2 separate regions of the Rattus norvegicus genome follow, and region 2 is linked to region 1. Evidence: chromatin contacts called from public Hi-C data. All regions are on one chromosome and are shown on one strand. The core of a region is the stretch at or near the end of the contact, and the rest is flanking DNA. Distances in the headings are between cores, read along the strand shown.

Region 1 (3,681 bases), core at 537-3,036:
TCGGTGGATGAGTCCTCCTCCTCGGAGCTGATTTCACTGGAATCAGAGGCCCCGCTGCCCCCCTCTTCCTCCTCCTCTTCCTCCTCCTCCTCTCCTTCCTCCTCCTCTTCCTCTGAGGACACGGAGTTGCTGGAGCTGGACAAACTGGAGCCAAAATCCGAGTCATTGGCTGCATGGTCCGAGTAGGAGCTGGACTCGGAGTCGCTGCTACAACTCTCGGGAAAGCTTCCTAGATGGGGCTGCGGCCGGTGGTGGTGAGGGGGGTGGTGACTCGGCGTTGGCTGCTGGGCCCGGTGGTGGTGGTGGTGGTGATGGTGGTGATGGTGATGGTGGTGGTGAGGAGGCGGGCAGAAGCTGTTGACCAGATGAAACCTCTCCAAGCAAGTGGCTCCGGCGGCCGCCGCCGCCGCCGCCGCCGCTGCTGCCGCCGCCGCCGCCGCCTTGGCTTTGTAGGACCTGGGCAGCAGCAGCAGGCGCCGGGCGCCGGTGTGAGGCGCGAGCAGGCAGTTCTTGGCGCCCCCGCGCTTGCGCTTGCAGCGGTAGGTCAGGCTCACCGGGCCTCCCGCGCCGGTCGCCGCCTTGGGCTGGGGCCCGGCCGCCTGGTAGTAGGCGGCGGCGGCTGCGGCGGCGGCAGCGGCGGCGGCGGCGGCTGCGGCTGCGGCCGGGTGCTTGCTGCACAGCAGGCTCCGAAAATAAGCGGGGTCCGAGTGGAAAGCGACGTAGTTTCCCTGGAGCGGGGCAGTTTCATAGTTTAAAGAGGGTTTGCAAGGCGAGCGAACGATCTCCGGGTAGTGCGAGCCAGGGTATTTGCTAAAAATCTGAGGTAGATGGGCGGCGGGGCGCGCGGCGGCGGCGCCCGGACGCTGGGACTGCGCGCTGATTGGCAGGGGCCGCGCGGCTCCGCTCAGGCCCCGCCAAAGTTGGTGCTTGTCCTTCCAAAAAGCCGGGCGGGGGCTGGCGGCGGCGGCGCGCTCTGGCGGCGGCGCCTTTGTGGCCAGGGCCCGACCGACCCTCCTTCGCTTGGTCTTGAGCACACGCTCGGTTTTGCAGGAGGTGTAGAGCGCTTCTACGTCTTCCCGGGAGATGAGCGTGCATTTGGCCGCGTGGAAGGCGATACTGTTGATTGCTTTGAGTTTCCGCAACTCCTCCAGATCGCAGTGGTGCTTTTTCACTTTCAGATGATCCATGCGCTTGTGCACGGTCGTCCTCGGGATGTTTTTCAGCAGATCTGTGAAGACTTGGGAGAGAGCAAACATTTGCTTTCCTTTAATGATGAGGTAGCCGAGCCTCACGCCATCCACCTCTTCGAAACCTGACTTCAGGTCTCCCATCTCGGGCACTAAATGATCCCCACCATTTGCAGTAAATATATACGTGACGCATACATACACATGTATGTATGTTAATCCTCCGCCAGATGCTGCGTGTGTCTCAAGGCATCCTGCTAATAAAATAACAAAGACTGTTATTCCCGGCGAAGGGAGTGCCAAACTCTAGGCGAATTACTGGGGGGGGGGGGTGAGAAAAACCCCATGAAATTACACTGACTTGATTCTCGCTTTTTTTTTGGTTTTCGTTTTTTTAAAAAAGAGGGAAAAGACCATCCGGTTTCAGATCTGCCAGTGTGTTGGTCTGAGTCCTCGATGCGGATCAGTACCTGGGCCCCGCTACTCCTTCTTTCTCCATTGGAGCACTGTGATAATGGAATGTGAAGGGAGAAAGAGAAAAGAAATGCAGCTGCTATTCCCGCCGCTGCTTTAGCTACAAATAAAATGACAGAGTGAAGTGAGCTCGTCCGGAGACACCTTCATCAATTAATTCCCCTAAAGCCAACGCTGATTGGACACTCCTGACAGGTGATGCAATAAAAATTGATATTCCACCCCTTCCCCCCAAAATCTCCTACTAATTAGCATACCCTTATACTGCCACCTCCCCTCCCAAAGTAAATAATACAGCCGGTATATAAATCTTTCCATTAAACTATCGGAGCTCAGAAACAGCCTGACTCACAGACTTCATCAGAAGCAGTGTATGTACGCAAAAAAAAAAAAAAAAAAAAAAAAGCACCGTATATTCCCCTTTAAAGAAATACTGCCTATTTTTGCTTTATTTGCATTTTACCGATACAGCTATTATCGTTTCAAAGGAAAGCATTTAAAAAACATTATCAAGCTCAAATAGATATACCCCACCCCTCTTTTCTTTGGAAAATGAAGCTTAAGGGAAAACGTGCCAGAATAGCCTGGTATTTCCCTTCTGGGTGAGGAGAAGGAGACTGGCTGGGAGCTCTAAAGTTAAATCCCGAGGTGACCCACCCCAGTACAGACTTACGTTGGCAATTTCTCTCCACACCCCCGCCCCCTCCCATGCCCTTTTACAACCAGAAACAAAGTTATTTGACCAAGAAAGCAGTTCGAGGCTCCACCTCAGGAACACGTAACAATTCAACTGGATTTCAGTTCTTTGCTGAGGAGTGGGGCAGGGGGAAGGTAGTTTCTCGTCAGGCCCATAACAAAGCACAGATAAGCCAGCAATGAGTACACGTTTCACGATTCAGGAGCCTGGCGAAGAGGTGAGGTCATCCTAGAGTGTCCAACATGGCTTTGGCCAGGTCCCGTCCACAGGTCAGAATTCCAGGGAGCAGGTACCTCCTTCTGCAGTAAAGGAAAGAAAATGGAAGGCTCCACAAGGTGCTTCCAGAAGTTTTACATAAAAACAATGAAAAGAGAGTGCTGGTGTATGGTGCAGACCATTTCAGTGATTGGTGATGGCTTGGCTGGTAGATTAGGTGCATCTTCCACAGCTCCCATTGCCCCCCCCCTGTGAAAGCCAGGCATCTGTTTTAACAAAATCACTTTGGATGAATATCAGTCTGGGATAACCTCTTCTTAGTCACCAGCGTGATTTGCTGTCATTTTCAAGGAAATCCAAAATATTGCCAAGTGAGAGGAAGGGTCTTTTCACTTGCATTTGCAGGATCTCAGATGGATGTTGGCTGCTTTGCAAAATTCGGCCAGATCTTCTTCAGTGTTTGTAACTACAGCATAAATGCAGCCTAGGCGTCTACATGTTTCCTCCTTCCTCCCAAAATAGACACATCTGTGAGGTTAAAGAATGAACGGATATTTCTGAACCTGTGAGGGGAAAAAAATGCACAATAATTCCTTTCTTCATATTCAGAAGTTCCAGTTTCCCCTGCTGAGATCTGGCCAGCAGGAGCAGATATAACTCAAAAGAGAAAAGGGGAAAAAAATCTTAAGAAAAAAAAAAAACCAAACAAACAGAAATCAGATATACAAAAAGGTAGTTTGCTTGACAAGATGAAGTCTCTCTCGGCCATGGCTCCCCACCCCCACCCTCATCTTCCTCGTAATTTTCCCAGGAATTTTGAAGAGATTGGGAATTTCAAGAAGTGCATCCGGAAATTAAGGGAGTCTATTTAAGAGAGTCTGTAACTCAGGGGGCTGGGGTTTGAAAAGTCAGCCCTGGACGACTGTTGCTCTCAGCACAGATGTAATCGTCGCTCTTCAACTTAATCAATGTGTGTACAAACCACGATGTCTAGTTCTTGCCTTTGAAATCTAAGGCTAGCATTTCCATCCAAGAAATCAGAGCTACAGCAAATTACATTTCTGTCCCTTGAATGAGAGAAGGATCATTGAATGGATCTCGTGATAT
Region 2 (3,941 bases), core at 1,026-3,525, 530 kb after region 1:
AGAGAATTGAGCATTAACCCCTTCTCTTAAAGTAGACAAAATTCCGGGCATATTTACCCAAATGCAGATGTGTGATGGTAATTCAAGCTACTTTTAAAGGAGCTTCCCCAACCTTTGGGAACATGTTGTAAAACGTAGTAAAGACTTGATACTAGAGGATGTAAAAATGTGGACAGCATGAGTTCTGAGACTATGTAGTAACATTTGGGTCTTAAGTAGACTAGTGAGATTAAGGAGAATTAATCGAGGTTGTTTTTTTTTGTAAAATTATTTTATATACTGTGTTTATAATCTATAGTAAATTGTATTTTTCCATGTCTTCTATGAAAGGGAAATATTTGAAATAATCTACGAGGGCAAATTATACTATTGTAATAATATCTTTAAAACTATGTAAAAGATTGTGTGTGCATGTGTAGACACTCAGATACCACATACAAACTTTTGTAAGGCATGTAAGCATTCGGATATATTTGATAAGTCCATTGACAATCTACCACTGAGCTCTTGAATGTATGTTGTGTCCAAATGGGCAAAGTTCTCCCCATCAGTCAGGTCACCCCCAAAGTCACCCACACTTGCATTTGTGCTGTGAGCCCCCAGTGGGATTATGGAGTTCATTTGCATTTCTTAGGTTGCTACCATCAGAGCTGGCCTCTGTCTTCCTTCACATTGACATCACTGGTGTTAGGCCTCCAACTACAACTGACAGCTCCAACTAACTAAGCTGTATTTCTACTATTGAGTATTTTCAGCGTTTTATGCTGGTTGCATTTTTATGATTTGTGCAAGAGGTGCACCTCTGGGGTGCAAGAGGCTAAGTCTCACCAAACATTCTAGGAAGTCTTCATGAGATTGTCCGTATTATCCAATAGGGTAAAATGATGAAGAATTGATGTTCTTGATGTTCGTATCAGTAACAAAGTGATAATTGATTAGCATTAAGAATGGTTGTAGGCCAAATTACTTTCATCTGTGGGAGGGCAGTTCCGTGAATTCCAATTTAAGGTGAACTTGAGAGACTTTGGTCAAGTGGCTCAAAGAGAACTAACTGGTGTCCCCTCTGTTGAGGTCCTGCTCTCTGGGTTGGTATTTGCTCTCTTGTAGTAGAGTGACACGAGAGGATGCAAGGCTCTGTGGTGTGAGGACTGGGTATGGTTCCTTTCAAGGCTCTTTCTAGGAGAGGCTGTGGTTTCACAGGAGAGTTGTCTTTAATTGGGAAGAGTGGTCTTCAATCCCCAAGTGCGGTTGGATTTACATCTTGCTCCTTATTAGTGGCATAACTTCATCCACAGCTTCTCAGCCATGTAGCTCACGCTATTTGTTGACTGAGTCCCAAACTAGTAATGCACAGGTTGAAGTCACTCTCAGGGAAGCTTTTTGGGTTTGGGCCATCTTTAGTATTCATCCCTTTTAATTCCAGTCTTGAGGTATGCTGGTTGGTTTTTCCCTCTTCTGTATTAAGCTTTCCTTAGAATTAAAGTCCCAGGTGCATTTTGTTAAAATTATGCAAGTTCCTGGATTTTCATTGCAGACAGCTCTGAGGCTGAGTCAGGTGTAGGTCAGTCTTGATTTAGATTCTGTGGTGGATAAAAGGGTAGGCGAGGCTGCATCCCCACAGCCACGTCCACACAGGTAACTGACTCCCTGAGTACTGTCTGCTGTGGTGTTGCTGACAGGTCTCAACTGCGAGTTTTCTAAAATGTATCTGTGAGTATTGTATGGAACTTAGGTGAGAAAAGACACCCCCCCAGCCCCCCTTACTCTGCATTTAGCTTTGGGGATGGGCTGGCCTCTTGACTTTTTGCACCTTGTCACTATACCACCCACTAAAGTAGTTTTTCTGGTCTCCAGAATAGTTTATTCAAATGGAAGTTTGCGCCTCCTTCTCTTGAGAAACTGATTTCTGGATTGAGCCCTTCCAAACACTTTGCATGGCTCATGTAAACTACTGGAGGCTTTCTAGAGAAGGGAGCCTTAGAAGTTCAGTGCAATAAACGCCTCTGCAACTCCAGTCTTGCCGGGCAGGGCTAAGTGCACAGTTGGCAATTCTCAAAAGATCTCTAAGTAAGATTTCTGACATAGCGAATGATAACAGGACAGTCAGAAAAAGGCAAGATGAGAAATAGCTCTTCCTTCCCAACGGTCACAGAACAGACCCGGAGAGTGTCTGGAATGGCCGGTGCACTCTCTTTGGGGTTGGAACTCTGGTGGCCGTCACCCGAGGATCGACACCCTGCGTCCCCGCCCCGCCCCTCCCCCGCGCCCGGCACCCCGCACGCCCGCAGAGGCTGGGCTCGGCCAGCTCCGCGCAGAGTTGCAGCGGTGGCTGGATGCCAAGTGTAAGTGTAAGTTGCTATGGAAACCCCAACAGAGGCGAGTTCCGAATCCGGAACAAGACCTAGCCCGGGGCACCTCGGGATCCGCCCCTCACATCCCGCTCGTGTCCGCGGCGCCCAGGCCTCAGCCGAGGCCCACGAGGTGCTTCTTTCCTCGGCACCCAGTCCGGAAATGCCGGGGATGCAGGAGGCTCACTGAGCGCTTTCCCTTTGTTGGGCCCGAGCCCTGCCAGGTTCTGGTTGCTTGAGCTGTCTAAACAAGAATCACGAAGTTTTTGACTAGAGGTCCCGCAGGAAATGCCACAGTAAATTCGGAGACTTGGATCAAGCTCTAGTGGCTAGTAAATATCTGCGGCGGCTTCGTGGTGGCCGCAGCAGAGCTGCGTGGTGTCTGCGGAGCCTGAGGACAGCTGGGAGAGACAGACCGGAGTCCACTGGGCTCCCAGCCCCCAGCCCAGACCTTTTCATCTCCAGGAATGGCCTGAGAGGCCAGAAGTAAATTTAGTTGGATCCTTTTACACCATTTAACAGTGGAGGTTATTCTGATCTCATTAGTAAATTCCTTTTGTAGAAAACGTTTGGAGAGCCAGCTGTAGAGTGTTAAACGAGTTTTATGAACCGCACAGCGTTTCAGGGTATACAGTTTCTTGGAGTTGTGGAGATAATCTCAATTCTCTTGAATTATAGCCAATACTTTTTTTGTGTCTTGCAGGGTCTTTTATCAAGCAGAAATGCATCGAACAACCAGAATCAAGATCACTGAGCTAAATCCCCACCTAATGTGTGTCCTGTGTGGAGGGTACTTCATTGATGCCACTACCATAATAGAATGTCTACATTCCTGTAAGTACACAGTGTTAGCCTTCTTGGGTCTGTATGCTTCACTGCTCATCCTGACCATTAAAACTACCAACATTCCCACATTCCTTGGGAATGTTAGTACACATTGTGAGATCTCCTTTCTTATGTATGTAGTGCATTGTTACAATTAGGCAGTGTGGAGTTTTTAAGGTCTTAATGAGTTTCACTTTTTTAGTTTTCAGAAATACCTTCTTCTTCATTTCCCATCCTTGAATTTTCAGTTCCGACATTATAAACTTTCTAAACTCACACAACCTTTTTATCTTCCTATTTCTAGTCTGTAAAACATGTATTGTGCGTTACTTGGAGACCAGCAAGTATTGTCCTATTTGTGATGTCCAAGTTCACAAAACTCGACCACTACTGAATATAAGGTAAGAGAGTGCTGGGGCAAGGGTGGGGGCTGGGGGGTGTGGCCACCGCCATCCCTGGTTTTGCTTTGCTGGAAGTTTATTCCTGACCTTTGCTGTATGGGAAGGGGAGGGGGGAGAACTTTAATTTCTTGTTATTTTAATGACTGTGTTTAGACAAAGTTTGGTTTTATTCCAGTATTTTAAAGGTGTCTGTCCTTTAAAAGTGAATTAGTTTCCCTTTCTTGTGCATAGCTTTATTGACTTCATGACAAATGAGTAGTGTTTTGTTTGTTTGTTTGTTTGTTTGTTTGTTTTGTTTGTTTGTTTTGTTTGTTTGTTTGTTTGTTTGTTTTGTTTGTTTTGTTTGTTTTGTTTGTTTGTTTTGTTT

The links. A called contact is a pair of places that touch in the nucleus more often than the background predicts.
Region 2: a contact with region 1 is called in a Hi-C map of prefrontal cortex, with 2.5 times the contacts expected there. The contact joins the promoter of Bmi1 here to the promoter of Skida1 in region 1. A contact is called at or near these places in 3 of 12 Hi-C or Micro-C datasets (kidney, liver and prefrontal cortex) and 1 of 1 datasets of contacts at active chromatin or transcription factors (oligodendrocytes).

The regions. Positions count from the first base shown.
Region 1 is chr17:85,713,589-85,717,269 of GRCr8, forward strand. Skida1 (SKI/DACH domain containing 1) reads right to left here and starts at 1,787. Exons shown (of 2, transcript NM_001400778.1): 1 at 1,549-1,787; 2 at 1-1,444. The coding sequence starts at 1,331.
Region 2 is chr17:86,241,969-86,245,909 of GRCr8, forward strand. Bmi1 (BMI1 proto-oncogene, polycomb ring finger) reads left to right here and starts at 2,276. Exons shown (of 10, transcript NM_001107368.2): 1 at 2,276-2,342; 2 at 3,052-3,182; 3 at 3,478-3,574. The coding sequence starts at 3,071.